Linked DNA regions of Ovis aries: region 2 is linked to region 1. Evidence: chromatin contacts called from public Hi-C data. All regions are on one chromosome and are shown on one strand. The core of a region is the stretch at or near the end of the contact, and the rest is flanking DNA. Distances in the headings are between cores, read along the strand shown.

Region 1 (4,914 bases), core at 1,788-4,287:
CTCCCTGCTTCTTTGGGGCAGTTCCTCAGAGCTACGCAAGAGACCGTCTCCCAAGATATCATCATTAGGAAGTCCCCAAATAAACTGAAATTCACCGCTCTCACACTGTGTGTTGTCATTTCAGTCGACTATTAGGAGGAAAAGTTTTCCATGGGGGAAAGTGAATGAGGCTGCAAGGCTCCAACGAAAGAGATTTTGTAAAAATTCCCAGTTCAGAGATGGAAGCAAACTTTATGTAAAACCTGACTTGCAGTTTAGAGCCTTACAACATTACAAACGTGTGGGCCTGCCACCACCATTACTGTCTCAGGATTGCAGATTTAGCAGTGATTCATGCAGTGTCCTGGAGGGAGGGGACAGCTCCTGACTCCAGGTGGAGGGGCCAGGACTGAGTCTGCAATGAGCGAGGCCAGGCTGGAACTGCCTCTTCCTCTTTCTGCACAACAGGCAGAGATTTTCCAACTCAGCGAACATAGTTGAAGACTTCAGAGCAAGCCCAGCCAGTCTGTTCTGTGTTCGAAACCCATCAAAGAAACGCCATCTCCAGATCCTGTTCCAATATTATTTATTCTCTTTTCTGGACATGGACCCTCAGAGAAGCCTGAGTGCCTCTACACTTGTACAACACAGTTTTGAAGATCATGCTTGGAAACCAGCCCCACAGCCTGCCAGCAACACGACCTCGAGAAACTGCTTACATTCACTTTCCTCTTAGGGTCTCTAGGATCCCTCCTACATGATCAGCATGGTACCAGGCCCACATGATCATAAAAATACTATCACACTGTTGGTTTGCAAACTGGGCCCCGTACACAGAGAGCAAGGAGAGAACAGGGGAAGGAGCAGACCGCCAATCGGTAGGTGGCAGGCTCAGCAAGCAAGAGAACTTATCTATGAAGATTGTCACGGGCAGCACAAGATGAGTGGATCTCCACCCCCATGGGCCAGAATCTTAAGTTACATTAGAGGCTTTAACTGGGTTCAGTCACGTATTCACTCAGTTCAGTTGGTCTTGACAGCATCTTACTCTCTGGAGGTCACATCCTTGTCACAGCTGCCAGCATGGGAATAGTAAGCAGCATGGACATTCCAAGGAAGGGGGGGGGGGTGGTGAGGAACCTCCTATTGCTGAGATATAGCTCTGCAACCAACCAATGATCTCCTCTCCGTGATCCCCTCGGAACCATTGCTGAATTTTGGCTCTGCATTGTGACAAATTCACAGCAAATGGTCACAAATTCTAGCCATCTTTTCAACCTCAGAAACTCTCCTCCTGCTTAACTCTGGGCAAATGAGAGCTTCTGAGAAATCCTTTGAGCTGGACACATCACCCGAGTGATGTGGTTGCTCTCTGAACTGTACAGGGACACCCTCACGATGGACTTTTAAAGATGAAATTAGGTGGGATGAAGGAAGAGAATCCTTACATTCTTTCCCCCCAACCCGGATGGACATTCTGCTTTCTGCCTTATTCCTCTGAGCCTGTCATTTGTTCCAGGACAAGGGCAGAATTTACAAACCCAGGAAAACCTGTGTCACTATGATGGGGAACAAATCTGAACTCTGCCTTGTCAGAGCCTTCAGCAAACTGCCTCACCCTGAGCCTCAGTTTCATCTGTGGTAAGATGGAGCTAATTAATGGTACCAACCCTAGAGGATCAAGATGATACATAGAAAGTGCTGAGCATCAGGCCCAACTCTGTACCCACAAGTAAGTCCCAGGTACCAGCATGCCCAACACATTGTTTTGCGGGAGCCAATTAACTTCCTTCCATTTTCACATCCTTATGTAATTTGCCAAGTTCCACACCAAACACAAGGATTGTCCTGCTTCACTGGATGGGACTTGATCATTTTATTTTCTTGTGCTTTTTCATTTGGTTGGTGGTTATAGGACTGAAGTGTCAAACAATGCTGCTTCTGTTCTAGATTCTGTCGTCACTTACTACGTGAGCACCAGTGGTATTCTCTTCTGTAAAACATGAGTGCCGAATACTAGGTGACTTCCAAGTTCCCTTTCAGAGCTAAATTTTCTTTCCTAAATATGAAATGAAAATGAAGGTGAAAGTGTTAGTCACTTAGTCTTGGCTGACTCTTTGCGACCCCATGGAATGTAGCCTGCCAGGCTCCTTTGTCCATGGGATTCTCCAGGTAGGAACACTGGAGTGGGTTGCCATGCTCTCCTCCAGGGGATGTTCCCCACCCAGGGATTGAATCCAGGTCTCCTGCTTTGCAGATCAATTCTTCACCATCTGACCCACCAGGGAAACCCTAAATACGAACGGGAGAAAACAAATACCACACAGTTGCAACACTTTTAAGTTTACAAAACACTTCTGCATTCATTCCACCTCACTTCATCAAAATCCAGGTGTCCCCATACAACACAGAGGACACCCAAATTCACTGGGGTGAGGTGACTAGCTCAGAGGCTTCCAGCATGCGCCAAGAGAGCCAGTCAATCCTTTAAATTCTGTTCCCCAGGCCCCATGCTCTTTCTGCTATATTCCTTTTCTTTAAAAAGAATAAAAACTGATCTGAAAGGCCATATAAAACCCACACACAGAACACAACTTTGACAAGTCTTCCTTTTCCTAGATTGAGGGCTGAGAACCATCCAGATGCCAAGCTTTCTGGTACAAGTCACAAAGTGCAGGAGCTCTGCTGGCATCTACAGAGATGGCTAATAATGGCCATCCTGTGGACATCCCAGGTGCTGTGGACAACACAATGCTTTGTATTTGGAGGTTAGAATTTTACTAGCTGTGTGTGTACCAGACAGACGGTAAGGTGTTTAAAAAGGGAATAAACAGGACTAAAATCAGTGAATACTGGACTAAACATGAAAAGACCAGGCTTCAAAATTAATATCCAGTTAAAAACAACAAGTGGCTGTAAAAGGAGGCATTTTGCTTTGATCAAGTGAAGGCCATATTTGGCAGCAAAAAGAAAGTTGCTAATGCAAAGGAAAGAACAAGTACACCCAAGGGTGAGGGCAAAGTCATGGCAACAACACCCCAGAGGAGACCAAAGGGGCCAAAGTACAAAGTTCAGACAGAGGGGCTGGCACAGAACAGATGGGATGGCCCTGGGTGTTGCTCGGGTTCACAGCTCCATCATGTGCTGTCATGCACCCCAAGGGCATGGATGGTGTCGCCAGGCACCCACTGAACACCCTTTCCAGGGGGCACACTGTTGACAGAAGGCTGCATCTGAGCAATCCAAAGCATCCACTGAAAACAGCGCTCCAATAAAGAACTTGTCCTATTTGTCAAAAAAGTAAACTATTTTGAGCAACTATTATGAACTAGTGGGAAAAACTTCATACTTTTATAAACTTAAACATATTAGAAGGACAGAAGCACCATGTTTAAAGGAATAGTCACAGAAACCCAAAGAATATTTCTGTGATGTGAATATTTACTGAGAAGGGCAGTAGCTAAGCTGTAGATATTTACAAACCCAAATGCTTGATCAAATTCGAAGAGCTCTGGCTCAATAATAAACTCATGCACTGCAGGTTCACAAATTTATTTAAGATTGTTTCCTATAAGCATTTTAATCATGGTCTATGTGAAGTGAAACAAGAAGTGTTTGTATAACGAATTATGTAGGGAACTTTTAACGACAGATACAAAACATGAAGAATATATTCACTTTTTGGTTTATTAAAACAAAGCTACACCTCTGTGCTTCTTACAGTATATTAACAGGCGTAAAATTCAATCCACATTTCCAAATCAGTTCATTCACAGCATCACACCATGCTATTTTATGGTACTTCATAATCAACCTTTTTACAACAATCTAACATTTCTTTGTACAACAGGCAAACAGTTTAACACCTTCCATCAAGGCATCTCAGAACTTTAGATGTTTAGAAATAAAGTCAAAAGTTTCTTTCAAATGCCATCATTTTTGTATTAAACTGAAATGCCGGATGCCAAGTCTCAAGTTCCTAAAAAGAGTGGTTTAAAAAACATTTACATCCAAATTAAGTCTTATAAACCTCAGTGGTGGGTCCTATCATTTCTAAACACTAGAACTATTTGTGGATAAAAAGCTGCATTTGATTGTGCAAAATCTTCTGCTTAGGTCTGACTTAAAATCTTAATTTTTTTACCCTAATTAATCCTAGTGTTAATTTTGCTCCTTTCAGTTAAAAACCCAGACACATTGAGGGCTGATCTTTCATCAAAGAGCTCTGACCACCTATACGATAGTTTTCTGTGCTTATTGTCTCCAGGGGAGGACGTATACATCCATTAAACACAATGTTTGAGCATACGAAATCCATGCAGACATGCCTCTGTGCCACCAGGCAGTTACTGCCTTGTCCTCTTACAGAAATACATAACATAGTGTTTCCCAAAATGTTTTCTGTGAACCTCCGGAGAGGTCCATAGGGGTGTTCCAAAGGGGAAAAAGGCTCTGGGGTCGCACAGATTGGGAAATGCTGGGTTAATACAGGCTTGGTACCGGCAGGCCCTGAGCCCTTACTGTGCTAAAGCGCACTGTGAGTTTCTAGGAATGAGGCTTCATGTGCAAATTAATTTTACCAGCAACACTTTTTCTATAAAACACCTAAGAACATCTCACAGAGCACTCATACACACGCAGAACTCTGGGAAATGGTTTGCTCCTCAGACTGGAAATTCCACAATCGGAGTTTACATTCACTGCGGTCCCTGATGCGTTTTCCCCACTCGCCCTGTGACTTCATGAGGCTGCGCAGACTCGTAGCCCTTTCTCTGTCACGAGTTCTACACACCTCACGCTACTTCCTTCCTTTTCTCTTAGGAGCAAAAGTGCCTTCTTCTCTTTTGAATTTCTTAGGACTTTCTCATTTTGAAAGAGTGTAGCTCCATATTGCTTATTATTGGGGCTTTTGGTTTGCTTTTAAACTCAACTCAC
Region 2 (4,914 bases), core at 1,516-4,015, 160 kb after region 1:
ACTCCATGACCTCCACCCCGTCCAAGTCCTAGCATTTCCTCAAGGTCCCACCCTTGTCCCATTTCCTCCACGAACCCTTCCTTCCCCAACCCTCTTCCCCAGTCACGGCTTTCCCTTCTGAAATCTGAGGCTGCCGGTGACCGTATTCTCCCAACCCAAGTTCAAAACTAGTTAGGCAGACAGCGACACACTGATGAGGCAAACCTTGTAAGATCACCTGGGTCCATCAAGGGCAGTCCATCTTATCCAACCTGGAATAGCTTCACTCCACAGAAGGGCCCTTAGGTACCATTATGCATACATTTATACTATACAAAATATATAAATGTAGGCATCTGTCTTCTTTTTCCCTAATCCTCCTAATAAAATCATCTTTCAGATCCTTCATCCACAAGAGATAATAAATGACAAGCATAAGTATAAAGTTACAGCTCCTTTCAGATCCATCTGCATTTCAGCAGATTCCAGCGATGATGGTAAAGGTGAAATTTCAGGCCTTAGCCAGGCAGTAAGAACATGTCTGCCTCCTGGTGACACTGAAATTACCCAAAATCAACAAGCACACAAGTCAAACTGCTTCTAGGCTACCTCACCCCACCTTGGGCACATCCTTTAGAAATACAAACTGATTAGTTCACGCAAAGCATAGCCGAGAAGAAAACGCTACAAGGCAATCCCAGAGGAGCATCTTCTAAGCAGAGCAGCTTCTGTTTTTGTTGGGTGAATATGATCTGCTCTTTGTGACTGTCTGTACTATCTTTCTATCCACTCTTGAATTGGGGCTACATCGCTGGGGAACTTTGGGGGAATACCACTGAGGATGTGTTGCCAGAGGACGTGATTACATTGCCCCTTCCTGATCCAGGACCATAGGCAGAGAGCCCTGCCATAAGAGGTCAGAGCTGATGAGCTTGTGGCTGCCCACCTGGTGCGTGTGAACATGGGCATCCTGGAGTCATCATCTGGCCCCACCAGAAAACATATAAAGTGGCCTTGTCATTAATGAATGAAGTCAAACCGCCAGCTCTTGTTCTCTTCCCCTGCAAAACTCATCTTTCATTCTAGGTGACCTTGTTCATACATCTCCAGAGTAATAGTACTAGTCAGGTAGTTGCTATCTAACCTTTAGTCATGAGTCTGATAATCTAAGCTTGAATTGCTAAGGATCACAGTAATAGAAGTGAGACACACCGGATTCAAAGACAGTCTTTAAAGGAGAGTAAATGTGAGCCTCTCTGAATATGAAAAAGAAATATTCAGGAGGGAACTGGAGGAATTAGCCAGTAGAAGGTCAATGCCTGTTTGAGAAATGTGTTTACTGTGAGATAAAATAATGGAAGGAAACAGAGGGAACAGCTGATGATTCTTGACAAGCACCTACATCTGTGATGAATCAAGCCCTTTTCCAAGAAAACAAACAAGAATCAAATATTGAGTTTCTGCCATGAATTGAGATAGAGCCTTCTTCCTGACTGATGTCTTGGTCTGAATTCATCTTCATTTTTGCCCGGGGGGACAGCTACAAGGGTCATGTGTGCCCCCATGACCCAGGAAACCGGGTGTCTCACCTTATACACGTCACAGGTTTTAATGATGTGATCAAATAAACTGTACGGCTCATTAAGGAGCTTCACAACTTGCAGGGGGAAGCTGAGAGAGCAGAGTTTTGTGAATCCAACAATGTCAGAGAAAAAGATTGTCACGGACTCAAAATGCTCTGGTTCCACGGACCTTCCTGCTATAAGCTGTTCTCCAGTGAAGCTGAAAACAGAGAATAAGGATGTTTTCCAATAGTATCTTATTTATATTGCCTCCTACACATCCCTACAAAGTCTCCCTTGGTAGACCTTTTTTGCTTCAGTGCATTGGATTTTTGGTTAACAAGAATCCATCATCTAGAGGGAATTTTCTGACACCCATCTCCCAGCCTGCATTTTCTCTAAAGAGATTTTTTAATTGGTAGGTATAAATTCGGGGAGGGGTGAGAAGCAGGTCACATAAATGCCTTTTCAAAAAGATTTTCTCCCTGAGGGAACTGCATTTTCCCCTACTGGTTATAGAGTTGATTAGAAAGACTCAGCCTGCAGATGTGGAAACAATTGTAAACACTCATCAATTCATTAATTAACATTTTTGCTTCTGTCAACCAATCTCACATCAACACATTCAAATCGCCAACCCCCTTTTTTTGTCAAGACACAGGGAAGGGTACAGGAATTTTAACAGCAGATGCTCTGTCGAGTGTTCAGAGAGTGCCCAGGTGATAACAGAGCCAAAAGCGAAGCCAAGTTTTGAATCTGAAGTTAGTAGTGCGTATTGTGCAAAGTATCTGGACAGACGTATAATATAAATAATCTGATAGTGAAGAACAGGGAAGCCTGGTGTGCTGCAGTCCCAGGCGTCCCAAACAGTGGGACACGACTCAGCGACTGAACAATAATCTGAATAGACCGAGAGTATCGGACTCATGCGGAGAAGGCGATGGAACCCACTCCAGTACTCCTGCCTGGAGAATCCCAGGGACGGGGGAGCCTGGTGGGCTGCAGTCCATGGGGTCGGGAAGGGTCGGACACGACTGAGCGACTTCACTTTCACTTTTCACTTTCATGCATTGGAGAAGGAAATGGCAACCCACTCCAGCACACTTGCCTGGAGAATCCCAGGGACGGGGGAGCCTGGTGGGCTGCGGTCTATGGGGTCGCACAGAGCCGGACACGACTGAAGCGACTTAGCAGCAGCAGCAGCCTCATCGGACTCATGAAGCCAGAGCGCCATCTAGTGGTATCCTCCTATTGCTGCACTCACTATATTCCATCTTTTACAGATCTATATTCTGTAATTCCTGTGGATTAGAGGGCATTTGCTTCTGTCTCCCTTTACAAAATGTACCAAATTACACACAGAATGCTTGACCCATTTTAGAAGAGCCTAACAGTCTCTTAAGAAAAGAACAAAGGAAATTGTCTCTCCATGTGGGACCTCCTTAAATAGCAATGGTGTTGCTTGCTGGTTCTTTTGTCAAGGCCCCCGGAACTTTAGAATACCTGGGCAGTATTGTGGACTAAAGCTGATCCATTTTCCTCTTCTCGGCCAGCAGCTGGTCAGTCCTCTCTCCCACCACCTCCTCCAGGTGATTGGCGTACACTTCCATCTTGCTTACCACACTGTCTCTAGTACACTCACGCAGCTTTAAAAGAACCCAGAGTTCTTTGTCCAAGAACTTTAGGGCCACAGTGGAACACAGCATCCAAGTATACATTCCGAGACAGCAGGTCTTGCCCTTAAGCTTTCATCCTCAAGGGCTGCCAATGGACAGCAGTGAAAAGCCAGTGGCCATAGGCACGTGGCAGGACAGTCTGTCCTTTACCAGCCCTGTGATCTTGAACTGCCTGCTTCTTTCCAGCCTCAGTTTCTTCATCTGAGACATGAGGATAATAATACATACTTCACAGGGTCCTTCAGAAAATTCAGGGAGGCAGTGAGTACTAGGGTTGTGTCTGCTACTCAGCAGGCACTGAACAAACAGCAGCTTTCACTGCCCTCCCCACACCACTCTTCCCTACATGTTTCATGTCATTGTCACGGGCGTGCAGAAATGTAGGTTTCAGGATGAGTTGTTCTTTTCTCTTCAGATGGCAATACCAGACGTTTTCTTTTCTGGTGACAGATATCAGGGGCATTTCTAGATCCCATAGGCTCTTGTTTTATTTATTTATTTATTTTTTGAGGTGCATAGGAATGATTTTATTTTTTTATTTTACTTTTTAAAATATAAATTTATTTATTTTAGGCTCTTGTTTTAGAGGCATCTTCAGAGTAATCAAATAAATTTTTCATCTTTCACATGAGGAGACTGAGGCTCTTATAGGAAATACACTTACCTTAACATTGACGACCCTATTTCCTAAGTAAAAAGTATTCACTGACCTGAAACCTACTATTTCAAACTATTTTGATATGGAGAATGCAGAACACAGGGCTGTTCTGTTAAGAACGTACAGTGGAATGGCCAAATTAGGAGTAAATGCCCGACTCCTACCCGGGCATCTATCAACTCCAGCTACTTCTCAAAGGCTGTACCTTCTGACATTCAACGAGCCAAAAGATGACACAGTGACCCTCATGTGAAGCCACTACTGAGAAAACTATTCAAGAGGCATGAATAATTAAAGTCGATAACCTACTCTAAGTTCGGTGAATAGTTTTTTTTTTATCCTACCATCTAGTCCCAGTGAATGAGTCATAACCCCCTGGAATGCTGGCTTGAAAAAGATTCTGAGGTCATATCAGAACTCCTTGGGAAGGAGAGTCTTGATTGATAAGCAGTATCTGGGGTGGACAAAGGAGGGCAATGAAAGTCTGATCCTTGTTTATGTCGTTTATGGAATAAAGGGCGGATCTGCCACTAGACTTCAGCCAGCACGTGGCACAGCGCTTTGTATATGATGGGCACTGAATGAGTATATGATGGAGGAAGAAAAGGAAGGGAGGGAGGGAGGGAGGCACACAGAATCAGTCATAGTCACGGAGCTTTAAAATTCTGATGGTTCAATAATTAGGAGAGAACCTCTGCTACACACCTAACTCACCCTCCGGACAGGCTTCCTGTAAAACCTTGATGGAACAGAAAGTGGGCCTTTTCTCTGGAGATTCATCCCAGCATGCCTTCACCATGACCACCGTAATTTCATTTCCCTCCTCCTCCGATAGGGAAGGTCGATGTGGCTCGGAGGCCGTAGGGTCCTTGATTCGGTGGATGATTTCTGAAATCCATTTGGAGTTTAGGTAGCTCAATGCCTGAACTTTGGGCCATTGAGGACACTTCACTTTAAACAGAGGTGTTTTCAAATTTACAAATTCAGTTTTTAAGCAAATCAAACAGGTTAAAATTTCAAAGAAATCTGAATATTTTAC

The links. A called contact is a pair of places that touch in the nucleus more often than the background predicts.
Region 2: a Hi-C map of tail adipose tissue shows a contact between it and region 1, with 5 times the contacts expected there. The contact joins two enhancer-like sites. A contact is called at or near these places in 7 of 16 Hi-C or Micro-C datasets (hypothalamus, liver, mesenteric adipose tissue and 3 more).

What each region holds. Positions count from the first base shown.
Region 1 is chr22:32,216,389-32,221,302 of ARS-UI_Ramb_v3.0, forward strand. It overlaps GPAM (glycerol-3-phosphate acyltransferase, mitochondrial), which reads right to left. Exons shown (of 21, transcript XM_012102928.5): 21 at 3,516-4,914. Among named protein-coding and RNA genes, the nearest start is that of GPAM, 70 kb to the right of the region's middle. Within about 2 kb of position 3,038, at least 3 of the 54 cell types and tissues checked have an H3K27ac peak or open chromatin away from gene starts, as enhancers often do.
Region 2 is chr22:32,376,061-32,380,974 of ARS-UI_Ramb_v3.0, forward strand. LOC101117809 (guanylate cyclase 2G-like) reads right to left here. Exons shown (of 18, transcript XM_042239085.2): 10 at 4,574-4,763; 11 at 3,045-3,170; 12 at 1,569-1,761. Among named protein-coding and RNA genes, the nearest start is that of TECTB, 31 kb to the left of the region's middle. Within about 2 kb of position 2,766, at least 3 of the 54 cell types and tissues checked have an H3K27ac peak or open chromatin away from gene starts, as enhancers often do.